Linked DNA regions of Mus musculus: region 2 is linked to region 1. The links are chromatin contacts, called in public promoter capture Hi-C maps. All regions are on one chromosome and are shown on one strand. Each heading gives the region's core, a stretch centred on a gene start, on an enhancer-like site or on the middle of the called end of the contact. The rest is flanking DNA. Distances are from core to core; before and after follow the strand shown.

Region 1 (6,711 bases), core at 270-2,769:
TCCCCTCTGTGTCCAAGAAGGTCAAGCCTTTAACTTGGCATCTCATATTTAAATGCAGCTGGCCCATAACCCAAGATGAGAGCTTTGGAAAATGCATCTCATATTTAGATGCAGCTGGTCCACAACCCAAGATGAAAGCTTTGGAAAGTGCTGGATCTAATTTTCAGGAAGTAGAGCCATCAAAAATCTTTTTGGAATGGAACACACATCTATTTGACAAACAGATGCCCGGTGCTAGCTTGCCACCATGTGTGATGAGAAGAGAGCCATCCGGGGGAGGAATCTAGCTAGCTAGGTACAGGGAAGACAAGACACCTTTGCTGTCCTCTCCCTAGTTCTGAAGAGTGTTCCTTGGGGCTAGTACATTGGCCTCTAAAACTTGGATCAGGGGGAAGGAATTCATCCATTTCCTAATGGCTCTCAGCTACAGCTCATAGCAGAAACATCACATACAACTGTTAAATGAATAAATGAACCAGTCTTGACTTGGAGCTGCCCAGGGATGGTTAATCCTACCCTAGGCCATGAACAATTACTAAACACTTAAAATATCACCAGAGCTCATACGTCTGAACTGAGAGTGTGCATGTCCCAGAGAGAATGATGTTAGGAAAAAAGAAAGGCACAGACTTGTAGTCCCAGCACTCAAAAGACTAACTAACGTAAGGGACTTGCCATGACTTTGAAACACAAGGGTATATGGTATGAGATCTTGGTGGGGGTGGGGAAGAGAGTCAGAAAGGGAAACAAAGAGTTTGTGGTATTGGCTGAGGGTGTAGCTCAGCAGTAGATCATGTGCAAGGCTATGACTTCCATCCCCAGCACCTCAAATAGAAAATAGCTCATTTCTATTAAATGGCAAGCACAGTAGCATACATTTGTAATGGCAGCATGTAGAAGACTGAGGTGTAAGGGATGAAAGTTTGAATCCAGCCTAGACTGCACAGTGAGACTCTGGCTCAAAAACAAAATGTAAGAAAGGACAGAACAGAGAAGAAAAGCCAAGCTGCCTGTCAGGGAAGCAAAGTCAAACTGGAACATGTTCCTTCCAGCTTAGCTTGAAGGGGACAGAGGCAGTGGTAAGCTTTTTCTCTTTCTAGTTCTTCCTTTCTCAATAATCGAAAGGTCAAGACACCTAAACCTTGAGAAGAAAAAAAAATGGCACAAAGTCAAAGGAAGTAGCATCTATTTGGGAAACAGAGAATCACAGCTGGGATACAACAGATCAGGGCATCTGAACCAAATTCCATAAAGCAAGCAAGGAGAATTTGCTGCTCAATGGGTAATTTCCTCAATAGCTGTTTGCAGAGACAATACATTGGCAAGAAATCTTAAATTGCAATGTCATATTGATTGGCTAGCTAATTAGGCCACTTTCAGATGACAGGGGTTGTAGGTCAGTGGATACAGACTTCAATTGGCCATTGGGGATGATGCAATATCCTTCCACTCTGTGCCTTAACTTCTAGTCCATGTGATGCAATCTTCCCACAACTCCCCTGAGTCCGGTCTGAAATGCCTCCATCTCTCTGGCTGTTTTCTTTCTCAGAATCCAGGGCATCTAGAAGAGCAAGCCCTCTAAATGCAGTATTGAGCTCAAGGAAAGCCAAGCAAAGTAGGGGCAAGAGGAGACTGACCCAGTTCATTCATAGTGATAAATGTAGGCCAGACTCCAAGACTAACCATGTGTAAGGACCTCAACCTCGTCAGAACCATCTGCTGCCTTCTTTAAAGAGAGAAGAGAGGCAGAGAAACTGCCCTGCCTTTTGAGAATTCTCCTAAGTCCCCATGGGTGTGACCTCCAGTTGCCTGACACCTGTCTATCCCTTTTGGGTATTAAAACATGGAGAAAGCCCCTCCTCCCAGCAAGACTCTGATGTTCAGTTCCAAATAAACATTTTGCCAAGCTCTTCTTACATTCCATCCTATAGGAGGGAAGTAAGGAGGAAAACAAAAGAGAGAAATATGCTCCAGATTCCCACAGAGCAGGGCGGTAGGTCAGTGTGGAAATAAAGTCTAGGAAACTGTTGCAGAAGCCAAGCTTTGGAAAAACATTGTCACCCTCCCAGGAATACAAAGCCACTGGGTTCCTTCCTGGGATGGGGCCAAGTCTGAAGGACATCCTGTGCTCCTTCTCCCTCCAGCCTCAGTGCATACCACTGGGATAGCCAAGCCACGGACAACTGTTGCATGTAGGATTGGAGACCTCTTAGGAGGAAAAATTTACCAGTGACTTAACTACAGTTGTGTGCACAGTACCAATGTTCCTATCAAGAATAGGCTATACCTCCCATAACGCTGGCACTATGAGATTGTGCCAGAGATAAAAATTTATACCATCTGGTTTTTTTCTTGGCTGTGTTTTGTCTATGTTTCTGTGTTATTAGATGGACACAATATTTGCCATTCTGTTAGGGTTGCCTGCAGTATTCAGTAATGTGGAGTTCAGGTTTGAAGCTAAAGAATACCAGGCTATCTCACATATTCTTAGGTGTGCTGTAGGCTAGCCCATCTATCTAGGTTGTGAAAATGTGCCATTGTGTATGCACAAAGACAAGCTATTTTACCAATTCACAAATCAGAATGCTTCCTCATCATTAAGCAGTGTGTGACTCATGAGCACAAAGGAAGTCAGAACCCTGAGTGCACTCAACCAAGAGATTCCAACTCTCCCAGAGTGGAGACCTAACCTCTGCAGGTGCACACATCCCTACAGAAGCCAGAAGAGACCTGGATGGCTAGAGGTAAGGAAAAGGCTAACAGAGTTGAAGTTACTTCACCACAAAGGAAGAGTGGTCTCCATGTAGCATCTTGAGCCCAGTCCTTCCAGGCTGCCCCTTACTCAAGGCACTCAGAAAACAAGGGCTAGTAAAAGGGAAATACTGAGTAAAACAGCAGATACAAGATGATAAAAGCTGTTTTCACACGATTAGAGGGGAAATGGGCCTTTGAAAGGACTGAGTTTTGTGTCTTTTAATGAAATTATTATTTTTAAATTCAGTCTTTGAAATACCAAGGCCACAGAGACCCTAAAGAGTGAGGCACCATGGTACTGAAGCACTCTGAAGGCTGGATCAGGAGGATTGTGCATTCCTTGCCAAGCTGGGCTGTATAGAAAGACTCTGTATTGAAAAAATGATGAGAATGATGCAGGGGCCTAAGTGTCAATGGAATCAGAATACTATCAACAAAAATCGCTAACGGCTGAAAATCATTGAGATGGGAAGTGTTCAGGGTGAAAGTAGAAGGTATCACAGACAAAGAACATGGACAAAAATGTACAAACTATAACAAGCTTGAAAGTCAGATACTAGAGGAGAAGAGAGGGAAATGTTAAGAGGAGCTGCTCAGACATGGTATCAAGGCAATAAAAGAAGCTACTATTTTTTTAAAGATTCATTCTACTTTTATCTATGTGAATATGTCTGTGTGAGTACAATCAGATGCCCTCAGAGGCCAGATGAGGGCGTCAGATGTCCTAGTGCTAGAGTTGCAGGAAGCTGTGAGCCCTCAGACATGGGTGCTGGGAACTGAATTTGGATTGTTTGCAAATCTCTTGACTGATGAGCCAAGTCCCCAGTCCCAACAAACTGCTCTTTGAACAAGGCAAGAACTAATTGCATTCATAAAAGTCACAAATGTTCCATGGGGATTCTATTGTGCTTCATTTAACCTAAAAAAAATTAGGAACTGGAATCACCATTAATAAATACAAGAGTTTGTATATCATCATTTAATCCTTAAATTGTAGATTTGTAGTTTAGTTGCATTGCAGTTAGAGAATATGAATGTGTCGCTAATAACTTTATAAATCCCTGAAGTATGCTTGAAAATTATACATAATCTCTATCAGATGTAAGACTTTTCTATTTGAGTGAATATTTGAGTGAACCTTTTAAGTGTATTGTTTATTATCAGTTTAATCTCTCAATTTCTTACACGTTTTCTTTATAATTCTATTATTTTTGCTTCACCAATATTGAGAGTATCTTAAGAACATACAAACATATGTCCCTTACTTTGCACGGAACTGCTCTTCTGTAGTTGTGAATGTTGTTCTTCATCCCCAAGAATGAACTTTGTTCTAAATTTTTTTTGTATTCAGTATGCTATATGTACTCTTTTTACTCGCATTTTAATATAGTTTTTCCTAGGTAATGTTGGACTATTTTATGAAATATCTTCTTAAGAATGTCTTTTGTGAGTAACAGAAAGTTGTGTTTCATTTTTAAAAAAACAAATATAATGCTAATGTCTTTTCAAATGTGTGTGTGTGTGTGTGTGTGTGTGTGTACAGATGTATACATGCCATGGCACATGTGTAAAAATCAAGACTTTCAAGAATTGGTTCTCTCCTTCTTATCAAGCCAGGGTCTCTCTTGTTTCTGCCATGTTACATGCTCCAGGCTAGTGATCCAATACATTTCCAGGCAATTCTCCTGTCTCTACCTCCCATCTTAGCACTGAGTACAAGATTCTAGATGCATGTTCCTATATCCAACCTTTTTGTGTGGGTTCCAGGAATCAAATTCAGGGTTTCTGGCTTTGCCCTGCTGAGCCATCGCCTCAGTCCTAGAGTTACTTTTATTAGTGCAATGTACACTTTTAACCTCAAAATAAACAGGAGGGTTTTTTTTTGTCCAGTAATAAACATTTCTCAGTATGTTGTCAAATATATCATTGCACAACTGAACCACTTATTGTCTACTGTGTGACTCTTGTTGTCATTGGGAGCATCTTGTTCTCCCTTTGTGACTCTTAGCTTTCCTTTCAAGCTCTTTGTGGCTATTGTCTTAGTTAGGGTTTTACAATTGTGAAGAGACACCACGACCAAGGCAATTCTTATCAAGGACATTTAATTGGGTCTGGCTTACAAGTTTAGAGATTCCGTTATCATCAAGGTGGGAGATGTCAGCATCCAGGCAGTCATGGTACAGGAGGAGCAGAGAGTTCTACCCTGAGTCCATGAAGAATTAAGAGGCAAGGGTAACATGGTTCTCTCCCCATAAATGCAGATGTTCAGTGTCTTTCACCTATAAGACCAGATGGTAGAGTCTATGCAAACATCTCTGAGTCCTCAAAACAAAAGGAATGGAAGTTATTCTAACTCCATTAAACTTCCAGTCAATCCATATCTTTCATAAAGAAGCTGGAACGTGTGGGTGGGGTAAAAAGCCCCTAGGCTTTGGGCCTGAGAGCCTGTGTTCTCTGCCACTATTCCATATGAGACCTCAGGTAGGCTGGTAAGCCATCTGGTTTACCATCTGGATTTTGGTAAAATACAAAGCAAAAGACTCTGGTGGGAGATATATAAAGGGTAGCTAGAAACTAACCAAAAGTGGACAGGAGTCCACTGGTCATCCTCACAGGTCACAGATTCTCATTCAGTGTTTCATCTGAAGTAGCTGGAAAGTGAGAATTAGGGAGCCCCTCCAAGTTATACGTATGTTAAGTTAGCATATATGTACTATTTTATGTGCCTACACACACACACACACACACACACACAATTCTTGGTCTGAAGAAAGCACTACATACATATACACTATATTAACATACATACAAAGATCCAGGATGCAGTGTCATGACTTGGTCATGCCTTCTGGATTAGTCAGCCTTCTGACAATGTAACAAAATACCTGAGATAATCAATATAAAGAAAAAAAGAGTTTAGGAATTGCAGATAGAGCTCAGTGATATAATATTTACCTAGCACACAGAAACCCCAGGCTTGAATAGAAATCAAAGAGACAGAGACATAGAAAGAGACAGACAGAACCAGAAAGAGGCTCACAGCTTTCAAAGTTCTAGTCCGTGTTCAGTCGGCTGGGTTCCTTTGAGGCTGTGATGAACAGTGTGAAGTCAAGAGCCAGTTGTAGGGCAAAACCATAAAGACAAAGGAGAGGAGGAAGAGTATGATGGGTTTCACAATCTTCTTAAAGATCACGTCCCCAAGGACCTGAAGACTCTCCACTGTGGAGGGTCTCTTAAATGAGATGCCACAAAGAAGCCCTTGGAGGACAGTCAAGACCCACATCCTAGCACCTCCCACTGTCAGCACCACAGTGATGACCAGTGACTGATGAAAGTCTGTGTCTCCTACAGGGGCTCTCTCTCCAGAGCCAGAGCTATTTTTTCCCACATGTCTACATGCTGTATTCTACAAGGATGTTCTACCAACACCTCAGAAACAATAAATTCAAAGCTAAATCTCTTTGCACCACAAACCATCCTCTCCTGCTGTGCCCTATCCTCAGAACCAAACCAGAATTTGGGTTCTCATAAACTCCTCCCTCCATATGGTCCATCCCTGAGCCTCATTAAGCCCAACATTCACGATGTAGATCCCTGGCAAGATCTAGCTTTAGCTGGTCTTCCCATTCACACCTGTGCTCTGTTGTTCATCCTCACTACTATGTTCTGCATGGCCCTGACCCTGACCATGAGTCTTAGGAACTGCGGCTTTCTATCTAGTCTCAAGGATTTTAATTCTGCCATCTTTCACTCACCCTTTCACCTTTCTTTCAAGAGAAGCAACATATTGCAAACCTAATTCCCTCCCCACATCCTAAAACTCTTCAGCAACCCTAATAGCAAGGCCTGGACTAGCATCCTAAGGTCTTCTTCACATCGGAGGTGTATGTACCTTCTGCTGCAGCCAAGGATGGTCCACACAGAGTGCTTCTGCCTGGAACAGCCTTCTCCACCTTC
Region 2 (6,227 bases), core at 356-2,855, 440 kb after region 1:
AGGAGGGATGGCCTTGGTGGAGTAGGTGTGACTTTGTTGGAGGAAGTATGTCACTGTGGGCGTGGGCTTTGAGACCTCATCTAGCTCCCTGGAAGCCAGTCTTCTTCTAGTGTCCTTCAGATGAAGATGTAGAACTCTCAGCTCCCCCTACACCATGCCTGCCTGGACGCTGCCATGCTCCCACCTTGTTGTCCTTATAAGAGTTGCCCTGGTCACTGTTGGAGTGTCTGTTCACAGCAGTAAAACCCTTAGTAAAACACACACACACACACACACACACACACACATACACACACACACACAGCCACCACCACCTACCCCTGAGACAGGGTTTCTCCATGTAGCCCTGGCTGTCCTGGAACTTGCTCTGTTTATCAGGTTAGCCTTGCACTCAGAGATTTACCCACCTCTGCCTGGGTTTAAAGGTGTGCATCACCATCAACCTACTAGGCAACAATTCTATTAATTTCAAGTAAACAGATATCTGACTACTCAAGTTTTTCCTTTCTGCATTTCAATGTGAGGCATGACATTGCAATGGAAGTCTTACTTGAATCTTATTTTTGCATACAAGCAATATATGTTATGTCTTTCACACTTTATAGTCAAGGAAATAGAGTATATATAATTCAACATGCCTTGATTTGCTTATTCTGGAGTCATGAAATCAAAGGAACTCCTCCTGGGATTTAGGGACATTTAATTAGTAAGAAGCTACATAGAAGCAAAAGTGCTCCTGGAAGCTTCCATTTCCTAGACAAACCTAGGTGAGACCAGTTGAGATAAGCGATACATCCCTGACCGCAGGGATGGCCTTTCAACCGAAGAGATGCAAAATCCGCGCGGATTTCAAATGATCCCCAAGTGAACATCTAAAGTCCGTTTCGCAAAGCCCCAACAACCAGCCTTGAGGGACAAGGACGCCAGCTAATCTATCTGAGAAATCCATCAGGCCAATATTTAAGATGTAAAATGCTTAAACCCTTATCATCGTAAGGTAAGTTTATTTGGAGTTCCTCGTTTGTCAAACCGCGTGATGCTTTGGAAAGAGTCACAAGCTGATCCACAGAGATCTGCCCAAACTTAGGGTGTAATTCGGCTACATGTTGTACAGGTCACACTCCGACCGTGCAGGTTACATTCCTAACTCCTCCACTGCCTGCTCGACCCAACACCGAGAGGATTTAATCCTGAACACCGCAGTAACCACGCCAAACTCACAAAAACTCTGCTGTTCCTCATAGGACCGAGCACCGCCCTGTGTTTGGCGCATGCTGGGAATTGTAGTCCTACACAGCGCCAAGAAAAGCAGTTAAGAAACTTGAAGAGACTATAGTTCCCAGCATGCCCGAGGACGATCTCCGCCCACCCTCGCAAGCCGAGGAGGTCTGGCCGGGTGAAACCCGGCGTGGTTCTACCTTAAAGCTCTCCAGCCTAAGAGGGCCGGGTGGACCTGACTCACCCTGTAATTATGATAGTGCGTCTCCACGAGATGCTTATGGCGAGACTTATCGTGGCCGAAGTTGGATTTCTCACAGACCAGTAAGTGCCGAGGCGCCTCTTGCAGCCTGCGCAGCGTGGCCATGTTAAGCAGGAGTCCAGGCGAGCACCGCCTCTTGGCCCGCCTCCCGGCCCGCCCCTCGGCCCGCCCCTCACCCCACCATTCGCCCCTTTCTGACTACACCCCTCCCTCCACCACGCCCTAACCCTTCTTTCTTTCCCTGTCTGTCAGTTCCTGCAGGCACTGGGTCTGAAGGTTCTCAAGAACCTGGCATGGGGCTGGTGAGATGGCTCAGCGGGTAAGAGCATTGACTGCTCTTCCAAAAGTCCTGAGTTCAAATCCCAGCAACCACATGTTGGCTCACAACCATCCGCATCTTAAAAAAGAAAGAAAGAAAGAAAGAAAAAACCTGGCACATCCATTCTATCCCACAGTTTCTCCGTGGAGGAACAGTGCATATACCTGGACAGGACTCAGAGAAGGACTGGACCCTGACACCTTATAAAAAGGAGGAAGATAGGACAGAGGAAAAGCCTAGTATAGTCAGGAAATACATCTGCTTTGCAGCACTGTTTTCCTGACTCCTCATATGGTCTCGTTCCTAATGCTCACCCACCCGCAGGCCCCTAAGTTCCCACTGATCCTTCCCAAAAAGTATAGGAAATTACAGAGGAATATAATATGACATTTCTGCATTTTTACTTCCAACAGAACTTCTTTGCTTTGTTTTTAATTATTTAATTTATTTTTTTCATTTCCAACATTACTATTTTGTGATTTTACTCCAAATCTCAGTTTCTTTGCTGAATTGTACTTCCATGTACACTGTTGCTATCTTCAGACACACCAGAAGAGGGCATTGGATTCTATTATGGATGGTTGTGAGCCACCATGTGGTTGCTAGGAATTGAACTCAGGACCTCTGGAAGAGCAGTCAGTGCTCTTAACCAATGATCCATTTCTCCAGCCCCCATAGCTAATTCTTAAAAGCCATATTGTTGATTTTTCTCATCTATTTTACTCTCTGTGTGTGCACACACATGCGTGCGCACGTGCACGTGTGTGCACAGCAGACTTTCCAGGTCCTTCCTTAGGGAAGATTGAATTAATCTTTTTGCTTCAATCTTTTTTGAGGTCTTAAAGTATTTTTACTAGGAAACTTCTGAAATCACCCAGAATTTTACCTATTTCAGTATCATTGAATCCAGGTGTTAAGTTATTTTGTCTTGAGACAGGGTCTCATTATATATCCTGGCTGGCCTCAGACTCAATATATAGACCAGGCTGGTCTCAAACTCAAAGAGATCTACCTGCCTCTGCCTCCTGAGTGCTGGGATTTAAGATGTGAACCACCACTCTGGGATAATTGATTTTGTTTTTGGAGGACTCCTGTTGCTGTGTTTTTCATTCATGCTTTTGTTTCTGTGTGTGGTGTTGACCTGTGTTGATTTGGAGATGTTTTTCGCTGTTGTTCTTACTGAGCACCCTACTCTCCGAGACTCATTCCCCGGTGTTACTCATAAAGGAGACAACACATTGCTGAGACAGTAACAAAATGGAAGATATAGAAATACACCCAAAGTTACTGAGGTTCAGCAATATATTACTAATAACCATGAAACAGAAATTTACAATACTAATGTAGAATATGCTAGGAATGTAATGATTATGTAGGGTAAATGGGAAAATAGCAAGAAAACGAAAGCAAGCCTAAATGAAAGAAAGAAGCGGGATGAGAAAGTGTGCCATGGATGGAGACATGAAAAGAGAAAGGGTTTAGTGGGGGGAAAAAAACTAAAAGAAGGGGGAAATCTCAATAATAGAAAATCTTAAATAATGAATTATATAAATATAAGAGAAGTAAAAGATAAAAACATCCATTTTTTTAAAAAGGGAAAAGAGTAAAAGTGCTGAATAATAGAGAATGTAAATAATGTAAGATAAACATCTGTATGAGGTGTGAAATGTATGAAAATGTATGCGAGGAAATAAAATGTGTTTAGGGAATGCAACAAAGGGGAAGCAGTAAGAGTGTGCTAAGAAGAAAAAGGGAAGAAGGGTAGAAAGAAAGGGAGAAAGGAAAGCAATGAGATGTTGAAGCAGCCTCTTCCGGGGTACTCGGCATAGGCTGGGAGAGGGTATCATTGAACTTGCAGACTCTTGTCTTGAGCCTGTATTGAGCAAGTGTTATGTGTCCTCCATAGCTGTCTTGTCATTATTAACTTCACCATGTTCATCAGGGGCCTCTGCTGACCACACTTAGCTTTTCAGTCTCTGCTTCAAGTTCTCTCATTCTCCTGAGATTCCCCAGATCATATTTCCCATGGTGCTAATGTTCTAGCTGAGGGTTGGAAAAGAAGAAAGAAACCAGAGTGTGTGAGCAGAGAGCTTGTCTTGTAGTTTTCAATCTCTCTTAAGTATTGATCACCCGCTGGAGAGATGCAGCTGTGGACATCGGGTCATCGGTTGCAGCTTCAGAGTTCTTAGACTCTATGGCTGAAGAATGGTTATTCAAAGACACTGACATTTTGACAAAAAAAAAATTACACAAATAGAAATTGTGGAAATGAAAAAAGTAAAGAATCAAAGTGTAAAGTTTAACCCATAGACCTGATTAAGCAGAGCAAAGGGTATGACGAGGTTGAGGAAATAATACATCCAATTATCAATAAAGAAAATATTGAAAAGGACCATAATATTCAAGAACTCTGAGTAATGATCAAGAGACCAAAGTTAAGAATCTATGAGACAGAAAGGAGCTGAGATCAAAACTAAAGGCATAGAGAATCTATTCAATGAAATTATAGCAGGAAAAAAAACCCCGATTTAGAGAAAGAAATGGACATCCAAACACAAGAGACATTTACAACCTCAAGTAGACAAGGCTAGACCCTTACCATGACATAATGAGGATGTAAAAAATATAAGGCAAAGAAATAATATTCAAAGCTATAAGAGAAAAAAAAAAACACTAACTCAGCTACAAAAGGGAACACAGAAGAATAACATATCTTTCAGTTTCAACCCTAAAAGCCAAGAAGGCATGGAACAATATATAACAAGACCTGAGAATAAATAACTGCCAGCCAAGCTTGCTATATGCAGCACAGTTGTCTTTTACAATCAGTGCTGAAGCCAGTGATATTGTTCAGTTGGCAAACTTCTTGTGTAGCATATACAGATCCCTGGGTTCTGCCCCCAGAAGCACATAAGCCAGGCATGGTGGCAAATGCCTCTGATCCCAGCAATTGGAAGGTAAGGGCAGGAGGATCAGGGGTTCAAGATCACCCTTGGCTATGTAGCAACTTGAAATCAGCAAGACCTACATAAGACTCCACATCAAAAAATTAATTTCATCAAATTAACTTAATCATTGAGGAAAGCCAGGTAGTAAAGGTCTCTGGAGAACAGAGGCAGGTGGATCTCTGAGTTTGAGGCCAGCCTAGTTTACATAGATCGAGTTTCAAGACAGACAGGGCTATGCAGAGAAATCCTGTCTTAAAAAACCTACCTAAACCAACAAAATAAAATCATTGATGAAATGGAGACATTTCAAGACAAGTAAAAACAAAGACAGGTGATGACCACCAAGGTGTCACTCGCAGAAGATGTGTAAAGGAATAATGCACGTGTGTGTGTGTGTGGGGGGGGGGGGGGGGAATGACAGTCTTAGTCATGAGAATGCAGAAAGAATAAACCATGAGAGGAATGTCTGAGTAAAGGAGAAGTAGGAAGGAATCCGTCATGCGAGCCAGCAATCCCTTCATGCTAATGTGGGGAGAGCACAAGCAGTAATCCAAAACAAAAACAAAAACAAAAAAAAACAAAAACAAAAAAAAACCCCCAAAAACAAAAAAACAAAACAAAACAAAAAACCAACAATCAACAACAACAACAAAATCAACCAGCAAAACTAGAGGTCGCTGCATGCAGGGAGCAGAACCAGCCCAAGAGACTTTGGACTTTTGAACAGTATTGAGATTGGTACACACTATGGGGACTCTTGAGCTGGGGCTCAGTACATTTTATACCATGAGCCTATGGGACCAGGAGCAGAATGTGTGTTTGAAAGAGAAATGCCCCCATAGGCTCATGTGCTTGAGCACTCGATCCCCAGTTGGTGGCGTGTTTGAGAAGGTTGTGGAAACTTTAGGAGTCTTACTGGAACTTTTTTTTTTTTTGAGACAGGGTTTCTCTTTATAGCCCTGGCTGTCCTGGAACTCACTTTGTAGACCAGGCTGGCCTCAAACGCAGAAATCCACCTGCCTCTGCCTCTGGAGTGCTGGGATTAAAGGCGTTCGCCACCACACCCGGCAGAACTTTTTATCACAACAGAAAAGTGACTAATACAGACCTGAATGTTAAAAAAAAACAAAAACAAAAACCCGCAAGTCTGGAACTGCTACAGAAAATACAGGTAGATGCTTCAAGATGTAGACACAACCTAGGACTTCTGGAAAGGGTTCCAACAGCATGGGGAATGATCCCAGATATTGAATAAGACTACATAAAGTAAAAAACAAACAAACAAACAAAAACCTCCACAGCAAAGGAAATATTCGGCACAGTGAAGGTATAGCTTGCAGAATGGGAGGAAAGCTTTACCAAATACATTTCAGATGGGGGATTAAGATCTAGAATCACCAGGCAGTGGTGGTGAACATCTTTAATCCCAGCACTTGGGAGGCAGAGGCAGGCAGATTTCTGAGTTCAAGACCAGCCTGAT

The links. Promoter capture Hi-C pulls out the DNA fragments that hold promoters and counts their contacts.
Region 2: a contact with region 1 is called in a promoter capture Hi-C map of the 3T3-L1 cell line, with 2.7 times the contacts expected there. The contact joins the promoter of Rpp40 here to the enhancer-like site in region 1. A contact is called at or near these places in 9 of 39 promoter capture datasets (the 3T3-L1 cell line, 3T3-L1-derived adipocytes, the C10 cell line and 5 more), 3 of 115 datasets of contacts at active chromatin or transcription factors (bone marrow-derived macrophages and embryonic stem cells) and 3 of 9 other capture datasets (adipose tissue, liver and pancreatic islet).

Annotation. Positions count from the first base shown.
Region 1 is chr13:35,461,967-35,468,677 of GRCm38.p6, forward strand. No RefSeq gene overlaps it. Among named protein-coding and RNA genes, the nearest start is that of Gm22674, 170 kb to the left of the region's middle. Within about 2 kb of position 1,520, at least 26 of the 459 cell types and tissues checked have an H3K27ac peak or open chromatin away from gene starts, as enhancers often do. A contact at or near this core is called in adipose tissue, where this site is marked.
Region 2 is chr13:35,904,742-35,910,968 of GRCm38.p6, forward strand. It overlaps Rpp40 (ribonuclease P 40 subunit), which reads right to left and starts at 1,606. Exons shown (of 8, transcript NM_145938.4): 1 at 1,463-1,606. The coding sequence starts at 1,585.